Linked DNA regions of Mus musculus: region 1 is linked to region 2. A link is a contact called in public HiChIP or PLAC-seq data. All regions are on one chromosome and are shown on one strand. Each heading gives the region's core, a stretch centred on a gene start, on an enhancer-like site or on the middle of the called end of the contact. The rest is flanking DNA. Distances are from core to core; before and after follow the strand shown.

The links. HiChIP or PLAC-seq counts read pairs in DNA pulled down with a chosen protein or histone mark.
Region 1: an H3K4me3 HiChIP or PLAC-seq map of bone marrow-derived macrophages shows a contact between it and region 2, with 12 times the contacts expected there. The contact joins two enhancer-like sites. A contact is called at or near these places in 2 of 39 promoter capture datasets (the 3T3-L1 cell line and hippocampal neurons), 3 of 115 datasets of contacts at active chromatin or transcription factors (bone marrow-derived macrophages, embryonic stem cells and microglia) and 3 of 9 other capture datasets (embryonic stem cells, embryonic tail and liver).

The regions. Positions count from the first base shown.
Region 1 is chr7:83,798,108-83,804,885 of GRCm38.p6, forward strand. No RefSeq gene overlaps it. Among named protein-coding and RNA genes, the nearest start is that of Cfap161, 6.7 kb to the left of the region's middle. Within about 2 kb of position 4,629, at least 40 of the 459 cell types and tissues checked have an H3K27ac peak or open chromatin away from gene starts, as enhancers often do. A contact at or near this core is called in bone marrow-derived macrophages and microglia, where this site is marked.
Region 2 is chr7:82,826,810-82,832,995 of GRCm38.p6, forward strand. No RefSeq gene overlaps it. Among named protein-coding and RNA genes, the nearest start is that of Gm29796, 19 kb to the left of the region's middle. Within about 2 kb of position 1,867, at least 36 of the 459 cell types and tissues checked have an H3K27ac peak or open chromatin away from gene starts, as enhancers often do. A contact at or near this core is called in bone marrow-derived macrophages and microglia, where this site is marked.

The sequences.
Region 1 (6,778 bases), core at 3,379-5,878, 970 kb after region 2:
CACTCATGGCTGGCCCTGTGTGGATGACTAAATCTGTCTCTGGCTCCCACACCCTCTGCTTTACAACTGTGACTTTGACATAAAGCAGCCATACACTACAAAAAGTATTTGCTATTTTTTTTTTCATGATTTTGATGAAGCATAGGAAACTTCCATTGGAATCTTTTGTTACTTACTTGTAAAACATCTGGTAGAAAAAAAAAAAAAAAAGAAAAAAGCCACAGAAACACTTGAAAAGATTCATGTTCAGGGAAAAGAAGTGGGACAAAGTTCAGACACTGGGAAAGAGAACCAGGAGACAGGCATTAAAGATAGATTGTAGACTCCCTTACTGGATGTGGATGAAATGCAGTGCAGCCCGGTGTCACACTGAGAAAGCCAGGTAAGACAGCTTTCCCACTTGACATACAAGCACTGTTGTCTCTGGGCATCAGAATTCTCATTGGTAGAAATGGGAGAAGGTTACTAGACTGCCAGCACTCTGGAAGGTGGGGCCAAAATAATCTGCAATGTGTTAATAGATGCAAAGGAGAACGAATTAGGTTGGCAAGTAAATTGAAGGTAGGAAATAAGTAGGATTCTTAATCACAGAGCTTCTCAGAGTCTTGGGTGCAAGACATGTCCTGGAAATCTATGGCCAAGCTAAAAAGCATGCAACCGAGCCCACATTCACTTCAACATGAAATCTGTTTCTCAGGATCATCTTGTAAACTCAGTAGTTTAAGAAGCACTGACTAGGGCTGGAGAGATGGCTCGGTGTTTAAGAGCACTGACTGTTCTTCTAGAAGTCCTGAGTTCAATTCCAAGAAATTGCATGGTGGCTCACAACTGTCTATAATGGGATCGGATGCCCTCTTCTGGTGTGTCTGAAGACAGCGACAGTGCACTCACACACACACATAAATAATTGTGAAGAGGAAGGAGGAGCACTGACTATACTTGAGATATAGTTTTGGGGTTTTTGGGTGTTTTTGGTTTTGTTTTGTTTTTTGTTGAGTAGCCCAGGCTAGCTTCATGGAAAAGAGAAGGATGACCTTGAACTTCTGATCCATCTGCCTTTACCTCAAGAGTGCTGGGATTCCAGGCATACGCCATCACCACATGAGGGGCACAATGCTGGGGACTGGATACAGGATTTAGTGTGTGCTAGGAAGTGCTCCACCAATTGAGCTAAATCCCCAACCCACAGATTTTCTTTTGAGACTTTCAGCTCTTTGGGAAGCCCCAAACTGGAGCTTAGAAATCTTCCTGCATCTAATTCCTAAGTCCTGGGACGGCAGATGGATCCGGGTCTCACTCAGCCCATTGCCTTGAAACAATTTCAAAGAAAGAACACTGCTTTTTGCCAGACCAACACCACCATGAACACTGTTGTACTGCAACCCATTAGGCTAACCTGGGTCACCACAGTGCTGTGCAGGACCAGCTCCCAGGCACAGTGCCTACAGGTGTGCATGGAACATACGGTCAGCACCAGCTACTCCATCACATCCAAGGTGAAAGATGCAGTGCACGAGAGTGATGTGCCCACCTTGCTGGAGTCAGAACGGAGGCTAGAACTTGGGCTGGATCCGAGGTACCCATTCACTTGGCCCATGGGATGGACCACAACTGTTAAATAATAAGGAGTTTGAATTGTAGTTGTAGTGAGACAGAGTTCTTCATCTCTCGGAAGACAGGAAGCAGAGATGGGAAGGGACCCAGACAAGGCCTATCTTCCCTTGGGACATCTCTAGTAACCTGCATCCTCTGACTAGGCTCATCTAACTTCTACCTTCCAAAATAACACTACAACCCAGGAGCTGAGCTTAATAGGGGCCAGTTTACATTCAAACTATAATGCAAACGGTTTTGAAGCTCAAAGAACATGGTGATAGAAAAAGAATAAGATTTGAATACAAAGAAGCAGGAATAACAAAAAAAGGGGAAAAAAAAAGAAAAAATAGAATTTCTTTCAGGCAGAGAAGCAGAGTAAAGGCAGGCTCAGAAGAAAAGAGAGGCCAGAAATCCTTGCAGGGTGAAATAAGTAAAATTAAAGGGAGCAGACAGGTAAAGGTAAAAGGCCTCTGCCATCAAGGCCTATGGCTCCTCTTCTACAGGCAGTAGGAACTTTCTCAAAAAAAGCTGATGCAGGATAGATTCCAGCTGTGGAAATCTGCTGTGGCTCTGGGCTGTTGGTAGATTTAAGGCAGACATGTCAGGAAAGCTGTTAGGAGACACCAGGAAGAAGGAACGCCATGTTCATGGAGCACTAGTAGTAAGGACAGAGCAGTAGACGTGAATGAGAAAAGAATCAAGTTAACATCTGGAGATTGTGGGAAGCTGTGTATTTAGCTGAGACTCATGGTATATGGTATCCTGTGCTTTACCCTGGGCAAACAGGTAAATAAGAGACTCCTGCTCTCTGTCTTTGTAGATAGTAAGAAGGAGGAGGCCCTTCTGCACAGTGATGGCAGGCTAGGGGTAGGGGATGGGCACAGGGAAAGCATTTCTAAATGGAAGTTGACTTCCTACTCAAGAGTCCTTTGATACAGAAGGCAAGGTACCAAAAATGGTCCTACTCTAACCAAATGACATCATTTTCTTTCATGCTGCACCCAACCAGGGCATCTATTCCCACCCTAAACAAAAGAACATGTGATGCTGACATAGCAGAAAAGTCTTCCAAGTTTTTATGTCGCCATCTGGTTTTCCCTCCTGTTTTCATTAGACTCCTACAGGAGAGAACACCACATGAATACCATATATCTCCCCTGAGCCAGACATGACTCTCCCAGAGCCTAGATCCACCCCCAGGAATAGCTACATTCCCTTGGATTCTTTCATCTCAAACCTGGCCTTCTAGCACTCAGTCTTGGGTGCCCTCTTCAATGCGATCATCTCATGTCCCACTCGCTTCTCCACACTCTGACGTCTTGACCTCAGATGAACCATATTGCTGCCCATCTCCTTACCTTCCTCACTACCAGCAAAAGAGGGTGGGCCCTGTGAAGAGGAAGCCTGTTGTTTTCCACAACACCCTGGTGGCTTTGGAAATCCAAGGGCAGGTTCAGCTTTGGAAGCAGGGACTAAAAGAAGACAAATGTCTTTGCCTAGGAGAACAGGACAAAAACATGTTTCCCACTTAGAAGGGAGGTTGACTCTGCGGAAAGAGCTGATCCCCAGAGCAGGGGATCTGAGAGGCCAGAAGCCTGCTGGAGACTCACCGACGTCCTTGAGAGGACTCTGGCTTTTAGCCAGCATGAAGGTGGAGCTTCAGGCCTGTCTTCTGGGATCAGAGAGGCCCCAGAGCTACAGAGGAACAGTGTCTTCTAAATCATTGAAAATGTATTTCAAACTTCTTTTTCCCCCTATTCAAGCAGAGGCGAGGCAAACCTGAATTGCATACAAGAAATAGATATATTATAATTAGGCGGTGGTGTTATGGTTTGCCTCAAATGAGTTGAGATAGAAACTTCAATCTTATCACAGTGAAGAGTCATCAGGGCCTGCAGCACAGTATAGATACATGGGCCAATCTGAGCCTCTGGAGCCATGCTGTAGAACTGGGCAACGGAAAGCCACATGCTTCTCCCGATGAGCAACGGAGGCTAGGGTGACTCGCATGCAGCTCAGAGTTTGCTCCCTCAGCGAACCCCAGTTTCACAGAAATGCCTCTGTCTCCCACCAACCCACTCATCCCACCTCCCTGGTCAAGAAACCTAGTCTTTATTGCTTCACAAAAATATAAGTATTTCATACATAGATGGTCACATTCACTATGTAGTAAAGATAAGCTGTTGATTCCATTCTCTCTCCTCCTCCTCCACCACCACCATCATCACCATCACTATTATTTAGATACAGAATTTCTAAGTGTTGGGCATACAGGGCCTTCGTTCGTGTGTTTACAGAGCTGTGAGGTGCTTACAGAGCTCTAGGGTAGTAGCTGAACAAGGGTATCAGAGACTCAGTTCCCCAGACAGCGTGCTTTTCCTCTTCCCTTAGTCTAGTAGGAAAAGCTAGGGTTTGCTTTACTTCACTGACAAATACAGAGAAGTTCTGGGAAGTGCCCAAGGCATCCTAAGAGCCAGAACTGAAACTCAAGAGTGAAGGGGGGGGGGGGAGAGAAAACAGGAAAATGTGGCTTTCTATTTTCATAGCAATCACAGACCTCAGGCACATTAGTGTGTAGTTTTCAGTCTGGTATTGTTACTACTCTAGTTTTGTGTCTTAAATCCCTGACTCTGAGTCAGGTGTCCTTGACTCAAGGGGCAGAACTTACCTGCACTGTGACGTTGAGTAAAGTCACAAACTCTGGTTCTGTTGCCTCATGTGTAAAGTAAGATATGTGAAAACCTGTGTCTTGTGGTTGTTGGGATCTGTGTGTCAGGAGGTGTGTGAAACACCTTGGCACAGCAGCTGCTTCTGCTTGTTGTTATGAAGACACTGCGTCTGGGCAAGCACAGGTGCCAGGGTTCTCCTCACAGCTACCTGGCACCTCACGCCGCAGATGCTTGCAGCTTCTAGATGTCTGTGTTGGACGCTCCTTGGTGTAGTCTCAACCAAAAGTCAGCTAAGCGGAACCAGGTCTTTCCTGAGTCTTCAGAAATAGATTTGATTTCATAATTGGACAATTCTGCCCTCTTGTGACAAATCATAGATATAGCGTGTTATCCCTAAACAAAACTCCAGGGCAGGACTGAGGAAAGCTTCAGGACTGCTTGCCGGGTCCCACTTGGAGAGGGCTCATAAGGCCCCACTTCTCCTTAAGGCTCTATAGGCATTTGGTAGTTGTTAGGGAAATGGGATTCAATAGGCCTATCCTCTCCCAAAAGATCTATAAGAAGAAGTGGTTGCTGGGAGAATGGAGAGGCACCCATGCTCCTGTATATAAACCCATATGCATGTCCCTGTGAGGAATCCCAGTGGAAATCATTGGGTCACTCCATCCCCAGAAGAGGACATGAGAGTATAAAGGGGACTAGTTGAGAAGGGGAAGGGGATCGGTGAGATGGGGGAAAGAGGACAAGGGAAGATAACAGAAGAGGAATATGATCACATACTATACATGCATGAATGGAAATGTCATCGTGAAACCATTATGTTTAATGCATAATTAATTTATGCTTATTTTTAAAGAAAAGGAGACTCCAGTTTACAAGTGTGTCTCTATTTCCAAATGGTGTGTCTGAAACTAATGGTCCCTCGCCCTGAAGAACACTGAGATGGAAGCCAGCTGCATATCAGAGATGTTGATAGGTTATTTGCCTAGCATACATGGATCCCTGAGTATAATCCCCAGCACCACAGAAAACTGGGTTGGTAGTTCATGCTTGTAATCCCAGAACAAGAAGGATAGAGGCAAGGAGATGCAGAAGCCAAAGTCTTCGTTGCCTATTCAGTGAGTTATTTAGTGTAGTCAATACCTAGTCTCAAAACACACACGCGCGCGCGCACACACACACTCGCGCACATGCACATGTACACGCACACACATTTATAAAATGACTGTTTAATTGTCTCAGGTTCCTCTCCTGTAAATAATATTTCATTGCATGCTCTAAGAGAAGCCAAGTCTGAGAGGTCACTATCAACCTCACTGTTTCTTCTCTTAGAATTTATCTCTTCAATACCCTTCCTCCTGTAACTTATTCTCAGGCATCAAAACCATCTTCAAAGTCCAGTACCCTCCACATCTCTAGACTGGATTCAGCTAGTTGGCCTCATTGCCTGGTGCTTTGTATTTTTTCTGGGGGAAAAAAAAAATCCCCGTTCAGGGCAATGTTTTCTCCGCAGGGATCAGGGCCCTTGTGTGAGCCCCAGTTGCACCTTCTGTCCCATTGACACTATTTGTAGAACTGTGGCTAGTTCACAGCGGGTGATTCAAAGCACATGTTACACCTAGAAATTACTCAGCTTCCTTCTTTGAAGCTTTCTTGGGTCCAACTGCAGTACAGTACGTGCTGTTTTTCCACAACTCCAGTCACTGTTGTTCACTGAAGGTGCATAGCTACCCACCCACCAAACATTGGGGCTGGCTTCAACATGGGCTTGATCTTTTGCCTGTTCTGGCTACCTGAGCCTCAGTAAGCCTTTAAGTACCTGTTCTGAGTCCTGAATGCTGGTGTCAAATGGATCTCAATTTCCCCAGTACCATTGCTTGAGTGACAGGATTCTCTATTACCCTCATATACAAGGCTCAAAATGAGGCTTGGGGGTCATGTGGGTCCCAGATGAATTTCTGTCCTCCAGCCTCTGCAAACCAGCTTCCCCAGTGTGACATTAATCTACACTGTCAACCTGACTGAATTAAGGAATGCATAGGGCATTAGCAAGTGCGTCTCCAATGACATTTTGAAAGAAAAAAAAAAAAACTCAGTGAGAGTAGAATTGTTGAGCATGTGAACAGTGGCATTCTGTGGATGAGGGTCCTGAAGGGAGAAAGTGGGTACCCAACTCCCAACTCATCTGCCTACATGAGGGGTAAGCAGCCTAGTGTTAATAGCAACACAATGGAAAGCCACTCCTGACACCATGCTGGACTGAGCTTCTAACTATGAGCCAGAATAGACTCTTCCCACCTGATGTTGTTTCTTGTTTGGTTACATGTTATATTATTTCATTTCAAACCAGGGGTCTCTTCCCCACCTTTTATCACTTGGTTCCCAGATAAAAAGACATGCAATCTTTATATCCATAATAAACCTTAATTGGCACTAGAGCTGGGGAGATATCTATCTATCCTCCAAGCTATTAGAATCTACTTCTGCATGACAGCCCCAAATTATAACTTGAT
Region 2 (6,186 bases), core at 617-3,116:
CTTCCCAGAAGATGTCAACTCAATGATGCTGGTCTCTTCTTAATCACTGCTAATTTCTTAGCTCCAGCTAACCAGCAGCAATAGTCCCAGTAATGCAAAGTTTTTGCTTTAGTAGTTCTGGTATCTTGTTAATCACAGCTGATTCTTCAGCCCCAGCTAACCAGAATCACAGAATCTTCACAATCAACCTAGCAATGGCCCTGAAAAAAGTCTTTAATCTTCCCTCTGAAATTTCACAAGTGAGGCCTCCATCTTCTGCACTGTTCTCAACATTATCTTCCAAGCTCCTACACAACATCTGATAGAGCTCTTAATAACGAATGGATCTTCTAGCCCAAAGTTCCAAAGTTCTTCCATGGTCCTCCCCAAAACATGGTCAGGAATACCTTACTCCTGGTACCAATTTGTCTTAGTCAGGGTTTCTATTCCTGCACAAACATCATTACCAAGAAGCAAGTTTGGGAGGAAAGGGTTTATTGGGCTTACACTTCCATGCTGCTGTTCATCACCAAAGGAAGTCAGGACTGGAACTCAAGCAGGTCAGGAAGCAGGAGCTAATGCAGAGGCTAATGAAGGATGTTCTTTACTGGCTTGCTCAGCCTGCTCTCTTATAGAACCAAGATTACCAGCCCAGAGATGGTCCCACCCACAAGGGGCCTTTCCCCCTTGATCACTAATTGAGAAAATGCCTTACAGTTGGATCTCATGGAGGCATTTCCTCAACTGAAGCTCCTTTCTCTGTGATAACTCCAGCTGTGTCAAGTTGACACAAAACTATCCAGTACAGTCCTCTAAAATTGGAGTGGGGGCTGACTATGACTCTGTTGCCTGCCTTTGGAGCCCTTTCCTGTAGCTGACCTACCTTGTCTGGCATTAGTGGGAGAGGATGCACCTAGTCCTGCAGTGACTTGATGTGCCACAGTGGGTTGGTACTCATGGGGGGCTCATTCCTTTTCAGAGGAGAACAGGAAGTGGGGATGGGGTATGGGGTATGAGGGTAGGACTGGAAGGAGAGGAAAAAGGGGGACTAAGATTGTGATGTAAAGTAGATGAATAAATTAAGGAGAAGAAAATGCAGTTTGAGGAGGGGAGGAAGGGGAAACTGTGGTCACGATGTAAAATTTAAAAACAAACAAACAAAAAAAGCCAAGTGGTGATGGTGCACACATTTAATCCCACTTGGGAGGCAGAAGGAGAGACAGAGACAGGGAAGCAGATCTCTGAGTTTGAGGCCAGCCTTGTCTACAGAGCTGTTCCAGGGCAGAGAAAGCCTGTCTTGAAAAAGAAAACTGCGAGAAAGGACACCCAACTCTGCTGCTCTCCAGTGTGCGAGATGGACTGGGATCTAGACAGAGACTGGGGATGTGGGTTTTCCCCCACTTGCTCTAAGGAATGTCTCTGATCATGACTTGGCCTTGAGAGACACAGAGGCTGGGAAGTCTGACAGGATTTGGGTTTTCAGGTCTTTCAATCTTTCATACATAGGAAAGGACAGCTTGTCCCTGGTCAACAGAGGAAGGCAGCTGTGAGAGATGGGGCTGCCTTGTCTGTCTGCAGGCCACTCTTGGCAAGGTCAAGCATTTTTGAGTTAACCACACAGGAAACAGATTCAGTGGCTAGAGCAGGGACACCCAAATGTCCTCGGGCACTAAGCAGTGCTATTTTAGGAAAGCCTGTCACTTCCTTCTTGGAGGAGATCAGAAGTTAATTGAGCGCCTTCTTACTTGCTTTGTGGAGGGCTTGGTGCTGATTTGAATTTTAAATTATGTAGTGTGGAAGTTGAGGGCAGAACACATACCTTTCCTGGAGTCTTGAAGCCTACTCTTCCTGCCTCGGATAGAGCTCAAAGCTCTGAAGCTCCTTGCCTGCTTCCCTAAAGGGAAGGATGAGGCTGGAGGATCACCAGTAGGCTGCCTTGGGCTACATAATAAGTTCCAGGACAACCTGGGCCACATAGTGAACTCCTGATCACCTCTAAAGTTCTTTAAAGATTTATGTATTTTTATGTATATGCATATTTTGCCTTCATACCAACTTCTGTATTAGTCAGGGTTCTCTAGAGTCACAGAACTTATGAATAGTCTCTAGATAGTAAAGGAATTTATTGATTACTTACAGTCGGCAGCCCAATTCCCAACAATTGTTCAGTCGCAGCTGTGAATGGAAGTCCAAGGATCTAGCAGTTACTCAGTCTCACGCAGCAAGCAGGCGAAGGAGCAAGAGCTCGAGCTAGACTCCCTTCTTCCAATGTCCTTATATGTGTGCGCACCATATGCATGCCTAGGTATCAGACTTCCTGGAAATGCATCCGACCTGTGGGTGCTGGGAACTGAACCCCCAACGCCTTCTCTTCCAAAGCAGCAAGTGTTCATAATCACTGAGCCATCTCTGCAGCAACAGCCACTCCATTTTTTTTTTTAATGAAAAAAAAAAAAAAGAATTTGAGCTCATGTAAGCAACTCTAATGAAATGGGGTGGAACAAAAAAGCCAATAGAAGTAGGAAGGGGGCTTTTTTGAAAGAAGAAATAGTTTGGTGGGAGGGAGAGTGAATAATGGGGCCCTGTGATCAGAATATATTATATGAAACATTGAAAGACAAAATAAAAATTTTAAAAATGAATTTGATCTTAGGGCTTCAGTTTTCTTAGGGAATTAATATTGTGTGGTTTATAGACATTGAAATAATCTATTTAAGGGAGGCTGGACAACAGGCATGGAGAAGATGTTCACAAAATGAGTGCTGGGTTCCATTAATACTAAGTAAGCAGACATGTGGTCTGCCCCTGTATTGGGGACCCATAGCTTCTCTCATTAAATAACTAGAGAGCACGTGCTTCTCCTTTGCCGGCCATGTGGCATCTGTTTCGGCCACCTGCCTTTGCTGTTATGGTGTACAAGTGGCCAGAGACAATTCACACATGAGTGACAATGGTGTGGGCCAAGTGAATTGAATCAGAGACATGACAGTTGGAAGCTCTGCTTGTTCTCACATGTCTCCCTGGCCATTTAAAACTGTCAAAGAGCTTAGACTGTGGGCTATAGGAAAGTGAGCAGCAGCTCTGCTTTGGCTCACAGGCTGAGGTCTACCACCTCCTGTCCCATGTTGCAACTTTCTCTGCCATATGCAGGACCTCTTTCAAATGTCTTCCCACTCTTGTTAATGGAAATTAAGTACTAGTCTGCTGTATCCTCAGTCTTGGGCCCAGAGATGATGTTATTAATTTATTGTAGCACCATTCTCTTACATCTATGGGAATACTGCCTTAATTGGGGTCTTTTGAAGGTGTGGACACTGGAAACAGTCTAGGGACAAAGAGGGATGTATTGGTGGTTGGGTTGTTGGTGAGTGTGCCCGGGTCTCATTTCTCTGCTCATCAACAGCTCCTCAAGGCCTCCCCAGCCAAGCTGCTATCTCCCCACCCACGCAGTGATGAAGGCTTGCTGAAACATTGTATGTAGATGCATACACACCATGCCTGGCCCATCACAGATGCTTAATACAGGCAGCAGAGATATCCAGAGCAACCAAAGCAAGTGCAAACTTATGTAGATCATTACTTAGTCTAACTTGGTTGCCACTGCAGTCCCAAGAAAGACTGGGGAGGAAATTCCTCTTAGCTAGCGCCACCTTCTTGCTTCCCATTCTTCCTCTCACAGTCTGCTATCCAAGTCTCACCTGGAGTGGCTTCACATGGCTATTTTATTTAAGGTTTATATTTAAGTTGTGCCCTTCATAGTGACTAGTGTCAGTGCCTGCACTGCTTTTCTCTGAGTAGCTTGACCATCTTGTCCACACTCATTGGGTTGGTTTTACCAGTATCACACAGAGTGTTGCGATAACTATTTTAGATGCCTAGTCCAACCATTAATGAATAGTTAATAAGTGAATAGCCTCATTTATTCTTTACTTAAGATCATTTACATTGTTATTCCTCTACTGTCATCTGCTTTTCGGGATCTAACTGGAATATACAGCTCTGAGGTGTGGCCACTGTGGAGCATATAGCCTAATGTTTGTGGTACTCCTAAAGAATTCATTTTTATTCCATTCTAAAACACAGTTGTCGTTTTCCAGTGGGTAGAGATCAATTTTACTATTTCTCACTGCTGAAGAGCAATTATACAAGATAATGTGTCCAATGGGGGCATTATTTAACCAGAAGGATGAATCAAATAAAATCAGAAGGATGAATAATGAGAGATGGCTCATCAGGTAGAGAGTCATGCCACCGAGTCTGATGGCCTGGCTTCAATTCCTAGAACGTATGTGGTGGGAGGAGAGAAATAGCTGCAGCAAGTTGTCCTCTGACCTCTACATATGCACACCATTATAGTGTGCCCTCCTTAAATAAATGTTAAATAAATGAGTTTAAATATTGAAAAATAATAGCTTAAAATTTTAATAAGTTTAATTATGACAGTTGTATTTGTATATAAAGTATTTTGATCAGCATCACCATCTCTATTACTTTATCTTGTCTCTTCCTCCTTCTCCTCCTTTTCTTTTCTTCCTCTTCTTCCTGCTCCTCTTCTTCCCCATCCTCCTCTTCTTCTTCCTGTTCCTCTTCCTCCTCCTCTTCTTCTTGATTTTTCTAAGGGACAAAACATGTGCATAGCATGTGTCCTTCTGAGTCTGGCTTCTTTTGTTTAACATGATGATCTTCAGTTCCATCTATTTTTACAAAAATGACAAGATTTGATTCATCCTCCTGGCTAAATAATGCCCCACTGGCCTGGTAGGAAAGCAAATTAGTATAGTCACTATGGAAATTAGTGTGGAGACTCCTCAAAAGACTGCAACTAGAAGAACCATGTGACTGAGCTATGTCACTCCTGGGTATGTTTCTGAAATCAATGTAACCCAGAGACATATAGACATGCCAATATCTATTGCTACATCATTCACAAGAGGTGGGCCATGGGATTAGCCCAAATGTCCATCAAGAGATAAATGGATAAAGGAAATGTGCTGTGAACCAATCCCTGGAGCTGTGTCCCACTGTAGCTCCCTTATTATGCTGACTGACTTCTCTTTAGCCCCTTAGGACAGATTCTAAGGAGGGACTCAGAACAGCAGTGTGGTCACATCAGTCAAGAGGAGCTCATGTGGCCATCCATCCTCAGACTGGATCCCACCTTTCTGATGAGGAACCCCAAGCCAGAGGAACGTGCACGCTCCATATCACAATCCCTCTCCAGACTATTCTGCAGATGCCTCAGACCTCTAGAAGTCCTTGCCCAGGCCTGGATGCTCATCTCCAGTGTGGCACAGCCCTTCTTTCGGGCTCTCCTCTTCTGAGATCCAACTGCACTAGCAGTGGGCACAGAGCTGGATCTGAGGGATGGAAGAGCTGTTCCCTGACCTCCAGTGTTTGAATATATGGGCTGTGGGCTTCTCCCAGTGCCAAGCAGACCTGGGGCCTTTGAAGAGAATGGCCTTGAAGCCAGCAGCTCCAATATAGGAATGTTAAATATGAACCCAACCTCCTATGGGTACATTGGTCAGAATAGGAGGGTAGAGCATATTCTTACTGAACAGGAGGTAGCCTACTGTATAAAGTTTAACTATTTAGACAGTATACAGTAATGATACCCCACTTAAACCTGCGCTTAAACCCCTGGACAACAGGAGGTCCGGGTTAACGAATATGATGTTTCTACAGTCTTCTGCTGCATCTGTGGCTCCTTGTTATCCTTCCAGACACTGCAGCTGGCTTTGTACTGCTGTCCTCACACTCTGGAGCATAAAGGATGACAGTCATTGCTGACTTAGTAGGTGTGAAGTCGCATGCCATCGCCTCCATCTGTGTTTCTTTGATCAACTGCAAGAAAGAAAACATCACCTTCATTGAGCTTTTACTGTGGGCCAAACACTGTGATGAAGCAGTTTGCCTCTATTTACTCTTTGCTCCTCCCACGAGGACCCTGGGAGAAGAAAAAAGGGCTTCTAGCATGGAAGTCAGTGGTCGACACACACAGGGTCAGAAACCAGATTTGTCCAAAATCTGAGATTCTTAATTATACTATATACATGCATACTTTCTAAATGCATCCCCAGTGTGGTGACTGACTTTTTTTTTTTTTCTCGAGACAGGGTTTCTCTGTATAGCCCTGGCTGTCCCGGAACTCACTTTGTAGACCAGGCTGGCCTCGAACTCAGAAATCCACCTGCCTCTGCCTCCCAA